Linked DNA regions of Mus musculus: all the other regions are linked to region 2. A link is a contact called in public HiChIP or PLAC-seq and promoter capture Hi-C data. All regions are on one chromosome and are shown on one strand. The core of a region is the stretch at or near the end of the contact, and the rest is flanking DNA. Distances in the headings are between cores, read along the strand shown.

Region 1 (3,391 bases), core at 435-2,934, 180 kb after region 2:
GTTTGGAGACAGAATCTTATGTAGTCCAGCCTGCCTCTTCTCCCCAAGGGCTAGAGCTACAGGTGTGAGCCAAGCAGGGCAAACCAGTCATATAGTTTTGGAGACTGTAGGGAAAAGAGAAGACAGAAAATTGAGATCCTTTGCAGGGTCTTGACACTCACCCCCCCAGCCCCCCCCCCCCCCAAGCTGGCTTTTCACAGATGCCAAAAAGCCCTCAGCAGAGTTAGGCATTGGTCACCTAGTTAATGAAAACCAGGCAGAGGCCAGGGAGACTTTCACCGTTCACTTAGGTCTAACCAGTCTGTTTGCCTTTCTAGCTAGCGTGGGCACTAACTGCCTGCTCCATTCAAGCCTTGACACCTGAGCCTTAGATCTCTAACCTTGGGTTGGGAGGTGGATTTAGGAATGGGAGCGGGTACCCCCACAGCAGCCACCCACTGAAATAGTTCGAGCTTTGCCACATTCCCCAGACCTGACAGAAACTACAGGGCACAGGAAAGGATTCAGGGTTCTAGAAAGTCTGGGCCCCACAGGCTTCTCCCCCCCACACCCCCCTTAAATAAACATTCCTCCTAGAGTCAGAAAAGAACAGAGCGGTGAGGAGGAACCGGCCGAAGGTTTTATCGCTCCGGCAACTCCGGGTGATTCATTGAGTTTAGACTCCAGGTTGTCATAGATGGAGGTACTCAAACACACAGCCAGTCGGGGAGGTACGGGTCACTAGCTCCCTGACCTCCTCCACCTGGCTATCCCCTCGCCTGTGACCAGCTGCCTCCCCCCTCCCGCCCCCCCGCCCCCCCCCCCTCCTCGCGGGAGCCCAGGATTGAGCAAACACGCCCTGCAGCCTGCCCAGCCACCGGCTGGCTCCGACCGCGCTCCTGGCGATCCCCCAGGCAACTCGGCGTCGCGAGAACCCGCACCCTGAGACCCGACTCCCTGCCCTCCCCCAGAGTCCCCAAGGCCCCTGTCAGGCCCAACAACCTCTCCCTTGCTCTTGCGACTTGTCCCCTACGGGGATACAGCGCAATGCAACCAGACCCACTCAGTGCTCCAAAGACAGCACAACTCACTCCCGCGGGATCCCAGGTCCCCAGAGAAAGTGGCCGGAAAGAAAAAAATCTCTTGTTTACTGGGCCAGATAGGCCTCAGCTGGGATTCGCTTCCCTATTTCTGCGGTTTCTTTTCAGCAGATTCCCGGGGCTGGAGGAGAAAGGGTGGATCCGCCCGGGCAGGGAGTGGGGGTGTGGTTCAGGGGAATCTGAATTCGTGGAAAGGTCTTCAGACTTCGGGAGAGGCTGGACTTAGAGTCAGCAACAACGTGGCCAGGAGCGCACAGACCACAGGGATCCTGTTAAACACTACCTCGGGAACAAAACTGAGAGGCTAATTAGGACAGGTCACCACAGGGAACCGGGACGCGGGGAGGGGAGCCCGCGTTGTAAGAAACTCGGGCGTGGGGTAGTCAGGCCGACAAAGACTCCGGCCAACAGCCCGCAGGGGTTCTGGACTCAGTCCACAGATTTAGGGACGTGCGCCGTGACATTCCCTCGTGATCTTGGAGACTGGGCTCTTCGGGAAGGATCACGCACGAAAGAGGAGGACGCTCCGTGTGCGCTGTGTCCACGTGTGCAAGCTCGCTAGGGGAGGGGGCGCGGAGCCGTGACAAAGACGGACTTTGTGTCCTAGTGTGTTCCTCGCTCCAGCCCGGAGCAGCGAACTGTGCCAGGCATGTGTCTCATGGGAAAGCCAGGACGAAAGTGACAAAGGTTGGGTGTCTGTCACGGGTAGACGCGCCAAGGTGGCCACCGTGAGTCTGTGGGTGCGTGCGATCGCTGGGAGATGCAGCCTAGGGGTGTACTGAGCTGCACCCCGAACCTCTTTCGGGAGAGAAAGGCGAATCCAGAAAGTGAGTACGCGCAAGTGCGCGCGCGCCCGCGTGCGGGGGCGTGGCAGTAAACAGCAACAACCCACTAGTCAGTTTGGCCAGAAACTCCGATCGCCTTTCCCAACCCGAAAGTGCGCGTCGGCCGAGCCTGGAGGTGAGTCGGAGGGGGCAGGGCCGGGCGCGCTTTGTTACTGGGGATTAGGATTGCTCGTACCTGGAGCGCTGCTGGCCCCGGAGGAGCGCCGGGAATGGAGGTGATGTCACGGTGATGCAGCCCGGCCCACCCTGGCCGAGAGAGGGGAGCACTGTGCCTGGGGAGGCGGGCGGGAGAGCGAGCCACTGAGCGCGCTTAGCTCAGTGCTCAGTCGGGGGTCCCTGGGAGGCAGGCCCCCGCACCTTTGCTCAGGCCTGGTCACCCCCCGCCTGAACGGGCTCTGGCCCCGCGCCCTGCTTTGAGTCCCTCCTACGCCCGCCGGCGCCCTGCCTGGGGCCGAAGTTGGCTCTGAGCGCGGCGCCGGAGCGGGCTGGCTGCGCGTCCCAGGTAAGGGCTGCTGCCTCGGCGCTCCGCCCTAGCCATCGGCCCGCAGGAAGGGCTGGGTCCAGCTGGCTGGGAAAGGGAGAGGGCCGAGGCCCCCGGTGAAAACCCAAGGGGTGGGTGACGATGCACCCACTCTACAAGTTCGCAGAAAGTTTCCAAACCCGAGCCAGCTGGGGATTTAATGGCTCGGGGAAGCCAGGTTCTGCGGCCGGGGGTGTTCCGCAAGGGATCTTAGTGTCGGAGAGCTGTTCCTCTATCCACTCTCGTAGTGGGAGGCTACGGTCGACTGTGACTGTAGGTTGGCTTCCTTTCCTTATTTCGCGGCAGTGCGTGGGGAGGGCAGGTTTCTGTGACCAGAGGGATTAGGGACAGAGAGCCTGGTCCTTTGCTCTTTCGGTTCGAACTTTCAGGGGCGTAGAGTGTTGACACAGTCCAGTTGGAATAGGGAGGTGAAGGCTCAGGATCTCTCCGCGGGAAGTTTGGAATTTCAGAGGCCTACGGCGCTTCTCCGTGTAGAGGCCTATGTTCTGGGTCCCACCCCTTATTCACCCCTGGTTTTTCCAGAGCGCTTTCCGTTTCTACTTCGCGCCCACACGTTTGCACTTACAAAGTTCTAAATCATTCCTTAAGATTTCACGATCTTGATTCTGAAGTACAGACACGAGAATATATAGAAGCGTGGCTTTGTGCTCCTGGAGAACCCCATCCCCCCAACAAGGTCTGTTCTGTGGCTGGGAGGGAGTGCTGCTGGCGATGGGGGTGGGGCACATTCCAAGCGGAGAGCAGACCCTTGATTGCTTAGAAGATCTAAGACTCGGCGTGCTGGGGTATTTTGGTCCAGTGAAAGGGAGGACAGTAAACGGGCTGTGGGTCCTCCCGTGCCTTAGCATCTCTCCAGGTCCGTTCTTACCGGGTTCGTAGACCAGCCTACTGCTTAGAGGGCCAGAGGGCTGAGACAATAGGACTGA
Region 2 (3,509 bases), core at 973-3,472:
TGTAATACAGCAAAGACGTCCCCGCAGACCAGAAGCACCAGCAAGAGGCTCTCAGTTTGGCCAAAAGGACAGTTACTTGAGGCGACAGGAGGCAGAAAAGACCCAAAAGGCATTTGCCTGAGTCACTATAAAAGGGGTTGCTTGCCTTCTCCCCTCTCTCTTGTCCTCTTGTTCCTGCTCTGTCTTTTTGTCCCTTACCCTCTTTCTCCCCACTCCCCATTCCCTTCCCGCCTCTCCCTCCAAATGCTCATGGCCAGCCTCTTCTCTGTCTGTCTCTGTCTGTCTCTGTTTGTCTCTCTGTCTCTCTCTGTCTCTGTCTCTGTCTCTGTCTCTCTCTCTCTCTCTCTCTCTCTCTCTCTCTCTCTCCTCTACTACTCTCTCAACTCCCCTCTCCATGCCCTGAATATACTCTATTCTATACTGTAGTGTGGCTGGTCCCTCAGGGGGAAGGGATGCCTCAGCATGGGTCCGCGGAGGCACCCCCTTCCCCACACCCCCACCAAACATTCCTTCTCTGTTGTGGACAGCCCGGGGACCTAAAAGTTTAGGGTTGGGAAAAGGGTCTGCCAGGTAGGGACTGAGGGATGCTGGGAAAAGCTGGGGGCCAGGCCTGCTTTGGTGTGTAAAATACACCTCAGCTGCTTGTTCTGGGGTCTGAAACCCAACAGTTACCAGCAGTCGCCGAAGCACAGCTCTGTTCTTGAAAAAGACTCCTGCACAATTAGTTTTTCTGCCCCGTATCACCGGGAGGCAGGAGCTCCGCGAAGGGAGCGGGGAGGAGAGAAAGAGGTGAGTTTGAAAACCTCACGGTTAAGCGCTCATCCTCCGGGGTGGGGGTGGGGGGGAGGGGTGGGGGGGAAGGCTCTCCACAGTAATAAGTACAAGGCAATTACATTCTGTTGTGAGTTATTAAATTGGGGGGGGGGGGAGACAAACATAATAAAATGGAGACATTTGTAGAGCGGTTGAAATAAAATAAAAGTGGTTGAAAATAAAACCACTACCTAAAGTTTCCTGGAGCCTAACCTTCAAGGCATTATCATAAAGACTAACAAAGTGCTAAGGAAGTTAGAGCCGGGCGGGAACCCAGTCGGCAGACGGAAGCAACGCTGCCTTCCCAAAGCTGTCACTTCTTACATGTCTAAAGAAGCAACGTAGCCGGGCGTGGTGGCGCACGCCTTTAATCCCAGCACTCGGGAGGCAGAGGCAGGCGGATTTCTGAGTTCGAGGCCAGCCTGGTCTACAAAGTGAGCTCCAGGACAGCCAGGGCTATACAGAGAAACCCTGTCTCGAAAAACCAAAAAACCCAAAAAAAAAAAAAAAAAAAAAAAAAAAAAAAAAAAGAAGCAACGTGTGGTGAGAGCTGGCCTGAGCTGTCTGGCCAGGGGAGGCTCAATTCTTGACCTGGATAATGGGTCTCAAGATGCAATAAAGGAGCCATTTCTGATTACCCAGGTGGTTGCAGAAGTTCTGCCCTGCACGCAAGTGAGGCACATAGTGGCTCTTTGGACTATCATTTCTGCTGGGCCTGTTATAAGCATGAAGAAGGTAGGTGACCCAACCCCGTCTCAAATAAACAAATACATAAATAGCCAATCACTTCTGGACCTGGAGCTATCGCTCAGTCCTAAGAGCACTGGCTGCTCCCCCAGAACACCGGGGTTCAGATCCCAGCACCTACGAGGCATTTCACAGCTGTTTGTAATTCCAGTTCCCCTGGATCCGATGCCCTCTTCTGGCCTCCATGAGCATTGCATTCATTTAATGCACAGATATACAAGCAAATTAAATATACACGCAATAAAAATAAAATGTAGCCGGGCGTGGTGGCGCACGCCTTTAATCCCAGCACTCGGGAGGCAGAGGCAGGTGGATTTCTGAGTTCGAGGCCAGCCTGGTCTACAAAGTGAGTTCCAGGACAGCCAGGGCTATACAGAGAAACCCTGTCTCGAAAAACAAAAAATAAAATAAAATGTAAAAAAAAAATAATAAGATGAGTGACAGAAAGAGGGGACAATAGGGGAAAGGATAAGAAGGGAGGTGAGGGTGATGCTGGCAGCCTAACGCCATTGCTATAAGAAGCTGCACTACTAATCTGAACCAGAAGAGGGCAGGGCTGCTGAAATTGAAATGATGAACGCATCCTTTCTGGTCCTTTGCAGACACCGTACTCAGTTTCCTCTGTTGGGCGGGGTTAACCGTCCGGAAGCGGAAGCCTCGTTCTTTCCCCGTTCTCTTCGGTTCTCATCGCTGTGAGTGTGCTGGGCAGGTGGGGAAGGGCGTTCAATCCGGGGCGATCCGCAGCCGGGGAGGGCGCAGGGAGCACGGGTGTGCGGGGAGCGAGGGAGGGAGGAGGGAGGGGTGCGGCGGGCGGATCGGGGAAATAGGATCGCGGCCGGTTAACTCGGGATTGTACCCCGCAGGTGCGGACGCCAGAGCCGAGCCCGCGTCGCCATGGTGAGTGCGGGACGAGGGACCGGGGCGGGCTTGGGCGTCCCCCGGACGCGCACGTTCCCCCGGCTCATCTTCTGTCCCTCCTATGTTACAGCCTCGGAAAATTGAGGAGATCAAGGACTTTCTGCTGACAGCCCGGCGGAAGGATGCCAAGTGTAAGTGCGGGCTCCCGGGAGGCTCAGGGCGAGCCCGAGGGACGGGCGGAGGGAGGCATCGGGCGGCTCGGAACAGCAGGTTATGGCGAGCTTGGCGACCCAGCGTGTCACACTGAGGTTGGCATTGCCACGTGTGCACACCCCGATCACAGCGAGCCTTGTAGTTCAGTACCGGGCTTGCCCGCGTGGTGGAGTCCGGAGAATCCCTGGGAGTTAGAAGCTCTCCAGGGCTGCGTAGCGAGACCCTGTCCTTAAAAAAAAAAAAGAAAAAAGTGTCATTTACCAGTAACCTTCAGCTTCCAAATAAGCGAGTGCGAGGTGACGAGACAAAGCAGAGCCAGTGTGCTGGCCCAGGTCTGCCTGCTTAATCTCGGGCCGAGGCAAGAGAACTGAGCATCCAACGCTATCCTTGGCCTACATAGCAAGGCGCTTGCTTCTTCCTGCGCTGGGTTCGCTCCTGCTCGGCATGAGCTGAGATTCAGAGCCAGGCCTGGTGCACAGACTGCAGTCCCCGAATTCCGGAGGCAGGGACAAAGGGATGGGGAAATGCTAGGCTCTCCTTGGTTACATTGTCTCGAAAATAGATTAAAACAAGCAGGTTCAAAGTTGTTTGTCGGCTCCTGCTGCTTTCTGTATTGTTCTTTCATACACGAAGAGGGAATTGTCTGCTACTTAAAGGATGTTTGGGGAGGATGTGCCTAGCGAGAAACCTTGGGTGATGTTATCTTCCCATGGCAGCTAAAAAGAGGTCTGGTCTTCTACTGTGTGAGATAGCCCTATGGGCCTTCCTTTTCCTCCCCAGATCGGACTTATAAACATCAGATAATGAGCGGAAGTAGACCTAGGTGGGCAGGAAGAGCCTTTGCAAGGTCCTTAGGTGTACTCTGTCACGTCAGACAG
Region 3 (3,325 bases), core at 535-3,034, 150 kb after region 2:
GGCATGCATACTTGCTCCCACATCCTTCAAATACGTGCTAACAATAAACAAAAAGTTTACATCTGTTCAGGGAGCGTGTGAATGTCACAGCTTGCTCGTGGGCTCAGAGGACAACTCTGTGGAGTCAGCTCTCTCCTGTCCTTACAAAGAGGGTTCAAGGCACTGAATTGACATTGTCAGTTTGTGGGGTAGGCAACTTCACCCACGGAGCCACCTCACCAACCCATTAAAATCAGCAAACATGGCTGATGCCTGAGGAACAAATGAGATCCATGGTCATCCCCTGGCTTCTGCACTGACAGTCACATGTGTGCATGTTTATGTGCTCACCCATGCACATGCACACACTTGCACTTGCACATGCATGCACACGGGCACACACATGCACACTTGCACACATGCATGCGTGCACACAAGCACACTCGCACATACATGCATGCACACAGGCACACACATACACACTTGCACATACACACATGTCCACAGGCACACACATGCACACTTGCACATGCATGCACCCAGGCACACACAGGTACATTTGCACATGCATGCACACAGGCACACACATGCACACTTGCACATGCATGCACACACACGTTGTTGGGGGTAGAGCCCCACCCCCAGGGTTTTGAGTTTGTCAATCCTTTTAAACCAATCTCCAGGCTTTGGAAAGTGAGTCCTTTTGTGCCTTGCCCTCAGCTTCTGCTTCAGGGCTTGGCCAGGAGACTCAACAGCTGACTTTCAGGATCCCTATGAGAGAACCTCACAGAGATGCAAACAGAATGAGGGCCCTGGGATTAAAACAGCTATCCTTTCTGCTCACTCACCCTGTGGCTTCCTGGACCACAGTGAGACTGAAGAGTATAAATCCCTTCAGTGGCAAGGGGCCTGGCCTCTGGGAGAGGGAGAGCAAGTAACTGCTATAGGCCTGTCCACTAGACTGACTCAGACAGTACAGGAGGACGCATCCTGCTAGACACTGACCCGGGTTCTGGCAGAAGACACCCTCCTTTCCTCCTAGCTCCAAACTTTGTCTCTGTAACTCCTTCCATGGATGTTTTGTTCCCAATTCTAAGAAGGGGCATTGAGTGGGGGGAGATAGCACAATCCCCCTTGTTAATCTCCCCACTGTAGCCACATTGAATAAATCAACTTTCTCTGCTATGGCTTTTCTTACTGGCCTGGTAAAGATGGCAGATGGAGACTAGTCTATGAGAGCTAACAGGGACCAGGCTCAGATATTCATAACTCCACTCATGAGGAACTCAGCCTCATATATGGGTGGACAGAACTCCATGACACTCCCACAGTCTCTATCCCTTGGCCCATATGACTCCTGCGACTTCCTTTCATCTGTGGTTACAAGGGTAAAGGAGACTTACCTAGTAGGCATCAGCCATGGGAAAGCGGTAGTGCCTGGCCATTAGGTGACCTCGGGGCTAGGTGACCTGGCTTGTCCTAGGCCACCACCCCTCCTCAAGGCCCAGTTTCTGCATCTGGGAAGCAGAAGTAGGCACTGACCCAAGAAATCTAACCCAACCTTTTGTCATCTGGATTCTTTAGAGGCCAAGAAAAGCCAGGATTAAGGCTGGCTCCCCTGGGCTCCCCTGGTCAGGTGCACACAGGCGGTGCCTTGGTTCTGTGAACACAAACCAGAAACCACTTCCTGTGTGGCTGCAGTGTGAGTGGCCTGTAAGATTCCCACTACTTCAACCTCCCTCCTCCGTTAGTTCCCCTAAGTATGACCTCAGCGGGAAGGACAACTCCTACAAAGGGAAAAGGGAACAGGTTCAGGCCCTTGTGTTCCGAAGCTTGGTTCAGCTTGGTTCGGCTTGCCCCTGGCTGCATACTTCCCCAAGCTATGCAGAAGGACTGCGGTGGCGATCTGAGGACTGCTTCTCCAATCCCAGAGCCTGAGGACACTCAGCCAGCCTCCTTTATACAGGATGCAGCTCATCACCCGAGTGATTCCAGGCAAGGGTAGTACCCACACATCCTATCACACACAGCCTTGCTGACTATCACACGGGTGGGGGCAGGGATTGGGGTGAGCAGGGAGTTTGTATACAGCCTTAGGAATCCAAAGTTCCCTGTAAGGCTGTTGTAAGTAGTCTCTGTCTAGATCAGCTATTCTCAGTGTGTGTGTGTGTGTGTGTGTGTGTGTGTGTGTGTGTTGGTTAATGCCAACTTACTAGAATTCTGGACTCACCTGGGAAGGGAGTCCCACTGAGGGATTATCTGTATTAGGTTGGCCTGTGGGTGAATCTGAGGGATTGTCTCCGTTAGGTTAAAGGAGGTGGGAGCTGCCCTGAAACGTGGGTTACATGGTTTCATAGCCTGGATCCTGGATGCAGTGAAAAGGGAAACCAGGCATAGTGGCGCACGCCTTTAATCCAGCACTCACTCAGGAGGCAGAGGCAGGGGGACCTCTGCGTTTTATCCTGAGATCGAGTTCCAGGACAGTCAGAGCTACACAGAGAAACCCTGGTCTTGAAAAAACAAATAGGAAAAAGAAAAAGAAAAGGGAGGGGGGAGAGGGAGCTAAACTCCAGCAGTCTTTACATCCTGCTGCTTGCCAATGGATACAATGTGACTGATGGATACAATGTGACTAATTGTCTCCAGCCATTGTGACTTCCCTTCAGTGATGGGCTGTAATCTGGAAGTGTGAGCCTGGAGTAGGGGTGGGGGTTGTAGGGGTCAGGACCTCTTTTCTCTAAGTTGCTTTGTTCAGGGTATTTTATCACAGCAACAGAAATGAAACAGCATCCTGGTTCCTACGTGCTTAGTTGGGAAAGGGACCTGTGTGGAGCTCAAAGCAGGGAGGTGAAAGCTTCCCCCTCTCTCCTGGCTCACCTTACAGATATCACGGGGGCCTCCCTTTCTCTCCTTTTCTGCAGAAAGCCCACCAGGGGCTAAAATGGGGGGTGGGGAATGCCATGTGACCAGGCAGGCAGAGGCAGGAGCGACAATGCAGAGGTTTAAGGGTACCCAGAGGGTAGAGTTGCAGGAAGACCGGGTGGATGTTTGTCTAGAAGCCAGAAGGCTTAGTGGAGACAGGATGACCAAATGCTGTAACAGCACACTTGACTGGCAAACCAGTTGCTTGGTGTCAGACTGGCAAAGAGCACACGCTGTTTCCATTATGAATAGCTAGTGGATTAGGGGTGTTGATGGGGGGAGATCTTTGCCAGTGGGCCATTGTCACATCAGCAGGATTTTGGTAGCAGATCACCTCCTCTCTGTGGTCTGTCATCTTGCCTGAAGCAGTCCTGACTCTGTAACAGCATAAAGTCTTCTCGTTGTTTCCTCGGCCTCCAGGATG
Region 4 (3,324 bases), core at 284-2,783, 220 kb before region 2:
TCAAGTGGAAGCCGGGAATCTGCTTTCTCAGATATTATGGAAAGTAAACGTAAGGCTGGGCCCTCGCACTGGCCAGCCAGGCCCTCCCCAGCTCCATTGCTTATTGAAGGCTATGCTCATCCAGGAACCTAAGCTGTGCCTCAGTTTCCTTTTCTGTCAAGTGTATTATTTTAATACCTATAGTAGGTTTTGCATTTACCTTTTCATTTCTCCCTTCGAAGTGCTAGAGAGGTGGCTCAGCAATTAAGAGTGCTTACTGCTTTCTTGGAGGACCCAGGCTCGGTTTCAAACACCCATATCAGGCAGTTCACCACCATCTCTAACTCCTGCTGCAGGAATCTCTTGCCCTCTAGCTTCCATGGGTACCCACATGTACACAGTGCACATAAATTTGTCCGAGTACACACACAGGCACATACAATTTTTTAAAATTGATAATGTCTTAAGACTTTCTTCTGTGTGTGTACAAAGTGTACATGTTCATACGTAAGTGCGTGCTTGTGTATATGTGTGTGGTGTGTGTGTCCAAACACACACACTCTTGCACACACATGTGTGCATGTTTTGTGAAGGCCAGGCCAATGCTGGGAGTCTTTCTCAATCATTCTCCAGCTTATATTATGTTTAGAGGCAGGGTCTCTCATTGAACCTGACGCTCATCACTTCAGCCAGCTTGGCTGGCTCTCAGCACTAGGGATCCTCTTGTCTCTGCCTCCCCAGTGCTAATGTGCAGCTGCTCACCACACCACCAGCCTTTTGATTCGGGTGTTGAGGATTTGAACTGAGCCTGAGCCCTCTCCCCAAACCTTATACTAGGCTCGTTAATGCCTGGTGGATAGCATTTGTGATAACTATTCATTATTATAATAAATATTATACCATTAATATTTATTGATAAATTGACAAGCATTTCTACATCTTATTAATGGAGATTAATATTAATAAATATTAATGCTATTAATTGTTGGTAAATATTAATGATCTAGCTGTGGTGGTGATGGCTATAACTACTACTGATAAATAATTAATATCATAGATAATACATGGCAGTGGTGCTAAGAATGGTGGGAAGACTCCTGGGTCTATGGTGCTGTGATTCTAGTCAAGACTTGTAATGGTGTCTGTCCCTGCTTCTCACACATCCGACTGCATTGATGCCACCACTTTCCCTTCAGACCCCAGGACTCCTGGAAGGGACTGGGGAACACGGTAAGCCAGGACACACACACACACACACACACACCCCAGTACTGTCCCAACACTGCCCTATTCACCCCCTGGAAAAATCCAGTTTCAGTAGTTCTAGAACCTTCCACCCACTTGACCTGGTAGAAAGGGTACCAACCTGAATCACGGGCTTGACCTTGAAGCTTTGTGGTATCTCCTGTCCCTGTCATATCAGGAAAGAGAGTTCACTTCCCATCTTCGGTGGGGAGCAGAATGGTGTTCACTCTTCAGGGCGGGCGGTGAAAGGGTTAACAGAGGCTGTGCCTGGCGCCCCACAGACACCAGTTGAACTTGCCAGTTGCTGACTGCAGAGGATAGCACTTGCAGCCCAGCCAGCTTCTCCAAGGTGGTTCCATTTGGCAGGGGCGGCCTGTCCTTTCATGCAAGAGAAGCTGAGTGCGATCCAGGAATGCCTGCCAAAACCCTGGGATTATTATCTTAGCCCCAGGAGTGAAGTCTCTGGGGATTGGCATGCCCTGTTGTTTGAATTTATTAGGCCCGGGCCCCTCCATCGGGCAGGTCAGAGGGGGAGAAACGTGTTGTCACAGTGAGGCTTTGTGGGAGTTATTTTTAGAACATCTCCAACTCTTCGGGCTCATCAGAGGTTCCAAATCAGTGCAGGAAATTGGTTTGTTTTCCAACGTGATGAGGTTTTTCAGTCCATCTCCCCGAGCTAGGATAGTGGCTGCTTTTCCCACACAAAATGAATCACAACTCATGATGTGGACGTGGGTAGTGGGATCAGATTTAGACCATTCAAGGAATGCACACTGACCACCTGTTATGTGCCAGATCTGATCTAGACACAACTTTCCACTTGTGCGGAACTTATGATGTTCCAATGTGGGAGACACAGGGGAGTGGAAACTGAAGAAGCAGGTAGGTGACAGGTTGAAGATGGGTGTTGGGAGAACACAGCGGGATTGGGGTGGGGGTGGGGTCCTGTTAAATCACCAGTGGGGGATATGCAGAGTAGATTGTAGGTCTCTGTTTTCCAGATCTTTCCTTTAACAGAGAATGGGACGTCCTGGCTCTTGGTAATGCCTCTCCCCTCACTCCACATGGCTCATTTGGGCTAATAGTATATGCGGCTCCATGATGCAGTGAAGACTGCCTGTGTTCTTGAGGCTGGAAGTGGCCTTGAACCTCTGACACTGACCACATGTCTTAATTACTTTTCTATTGCTATGACAAAACACCACAGCCAAGGAAATGTATTTTTTAAAAAAAATTAATTTGGGGGTTCATGGGTCACCATGAACAGGGAAGGTCACCATGGCAGGGAGCACAAAAGAAGCAGGCAGGCAGGCATGGCAGAGGAGCAGTGGGTGAGCACTTCCGTCTGACAAACAAGCACCAGGCAGAGGGAGAGCTATCGGGGAATGGTGTGGGCTTTTGAAACCTTTTCCAACAAGGTTGTTCACATCTTTTAATCCTTCCCAAACAATTTCACAAACTGGGAACCAAGCACTTGAATATAGGAGCCTTTGGGAACCATTCATATTCAAACCACAACACCAGGTATGCAAACATGCAAGAGTAGAGTAGACATAACTAATGTGCCATCCTGTAATACAGCCTGAACCAACCCAGGCCAGCCAGTTTGGGCCACCTCCAAATTGAAAAGCACAGCTATGACCTAAGACACCGTATAGAGACTCCATAGCAGGTCTACTTTAGCTCCAGATTTCAGAAAGATAAAATCAAGCCGTCTTACTAATCGGCCTTTTACTGGATGCCGTGTGGTGAATCTGCTTTCCCCTCATTCAAGTCCCTGGCTAGTTTGGCTTCCTTGTGTTTCTGGGACTAAAGTTCTCGTTCCTGACTGGTCACTGGGTAGGGTTTGCTCTGGGAAGCTAGGACTTCTGTGCTATTTGGATGTGGCCCTTATATCTCTGAAGCGGCAACAGAACATAGAAACCTCTCATATGTGAACGCTGACTCTCTGCCTTTGTTTCTGAGGGCCTTGTGCGATCACTCTGGTCTGCCTAGACAAGCTGCCTATTTTAAGGCCCGCTGATTACACCAGCCTAGGCAGCCCTTTTGCAATAATACCTAGGTCGAAGTTGGATTAGAAAACAAAAGGATGGGGGTCTT

The links. HiChIP or PLAC-seq counts read pairs in DNA pulled down with a chosen protein or histone mark. Capture Hi-C pulls out chosen DNA fragments and counts their contacts.
Region 1: a promoter capture Hi-C map of adipose tissue shows a contact between it and region 2. The contact joins the promoter of Gprc5c here to the promoter of Rpl38 in region 2. A contact is called at or near these places in 1 of 39 promoter capture datasets (neural stem cells), 1 of 15 datasets of contacts at CTCF or cohesin (embryonic stem cells), 4 of 484 Hi-C or Micro-C datasets (bone marrow-derived dendritic cells, embryonic stem cells and liver), 6 of 115 datasets of contacts at active chromatin or transcription factors (bone marrow-derived macrophages, embryonic stem cells, extraembryonic endoderm stem cells and 1 more) and 3 of 9 other capture datasets (adipose tissue, liver and pancreatic islet).
Region 3: a contact with region 2 is called in an H3K4me3 HiChIP or PLAC-seq map of the SCID.adh cell line, with 13 read pairs. The contact joins the enhancer-like site here to the promoter of Rpl38 in region 2. A contact is called at or near these places in 1 of 15 datasets of contacts at CTCF or cohesin (large pre-B cells), 9 of 484 Hi-C or Micro-C datasets (the AtT-20 cell line, B cells, embryonic stem cells and 6 more), 10 of 115 datasets of contacts at active chromatin or transcription factors (the 230-238 cell line, the SCID.adh cell line, bone marrow-derived macrophages and 5 more) and 1 of 9 other capture datasets (liver).
Region 4: a contact with region 2 is called in an H3K4me3 HiChIP or PLAC-seq map of embryonic stem cells, with 11 read pairs. The contact joins the promoter of 4932435O22Rik here to the promoter of Rpl38 in region 2. A contact is called at or near these places in 1 of 39 promoter capture datasets (neural stem cells) and 1 of 115 datasets of contacts at active chromatin or transcription factors (embryonic stem cells).

Annotation. Positions count from the first base shown.
Region 1 is chr11:114,849,848-114,853,238 of GRCm38.p6, forward strand. Gprc5c (G protein-coupled receptor, family C, group 5, member C) reads left to right here and starts at 1,685. Exons shown (of 5, transcript NM_001110337.1): 1 at 1,685-2,039.
Region 2 is chr11:114,666,358-114,669,866 of GRCm38.p6, forward strand. It overlaps Rpl38 (ribosomal protein L38), which reads left to right and starts at 2,223. Exons shown (of 4, transcript NM_001362918.1): 1 at 2,223-2,457; 2 at 2,549-2,609. The coding sequence starts at 2,455.
Region 3 is chr11:114,816,662-114,819,986 of GRCm38.p6, forward strand. No RefSeq gene overlaps it. Among named protein-coding and RNA genes, the nearest start is that of Gpr142, 15 kb to the left of the region's middle. Within about 2 kb of position 1,785, at least 47 of the 459 cell types and tissues checked have an H3K27ac peak or open chromatin away from gene starts, as enhancers often do. A contact at or near this core is called in the SCID.adh cell line and bone marrow-derived macrophages, where this site is marked.
Region 4 is chr11:114,447,327-114,450,650 of GRCm38.p6, forward strand. It overlaps 4932435O22Rik (RIKEN cDNA 4932435O22 gene), which reads right to left and starts at 1,534. Exons shown (of 3, transcript NR_027643.2): 1 at 1,346-1,534.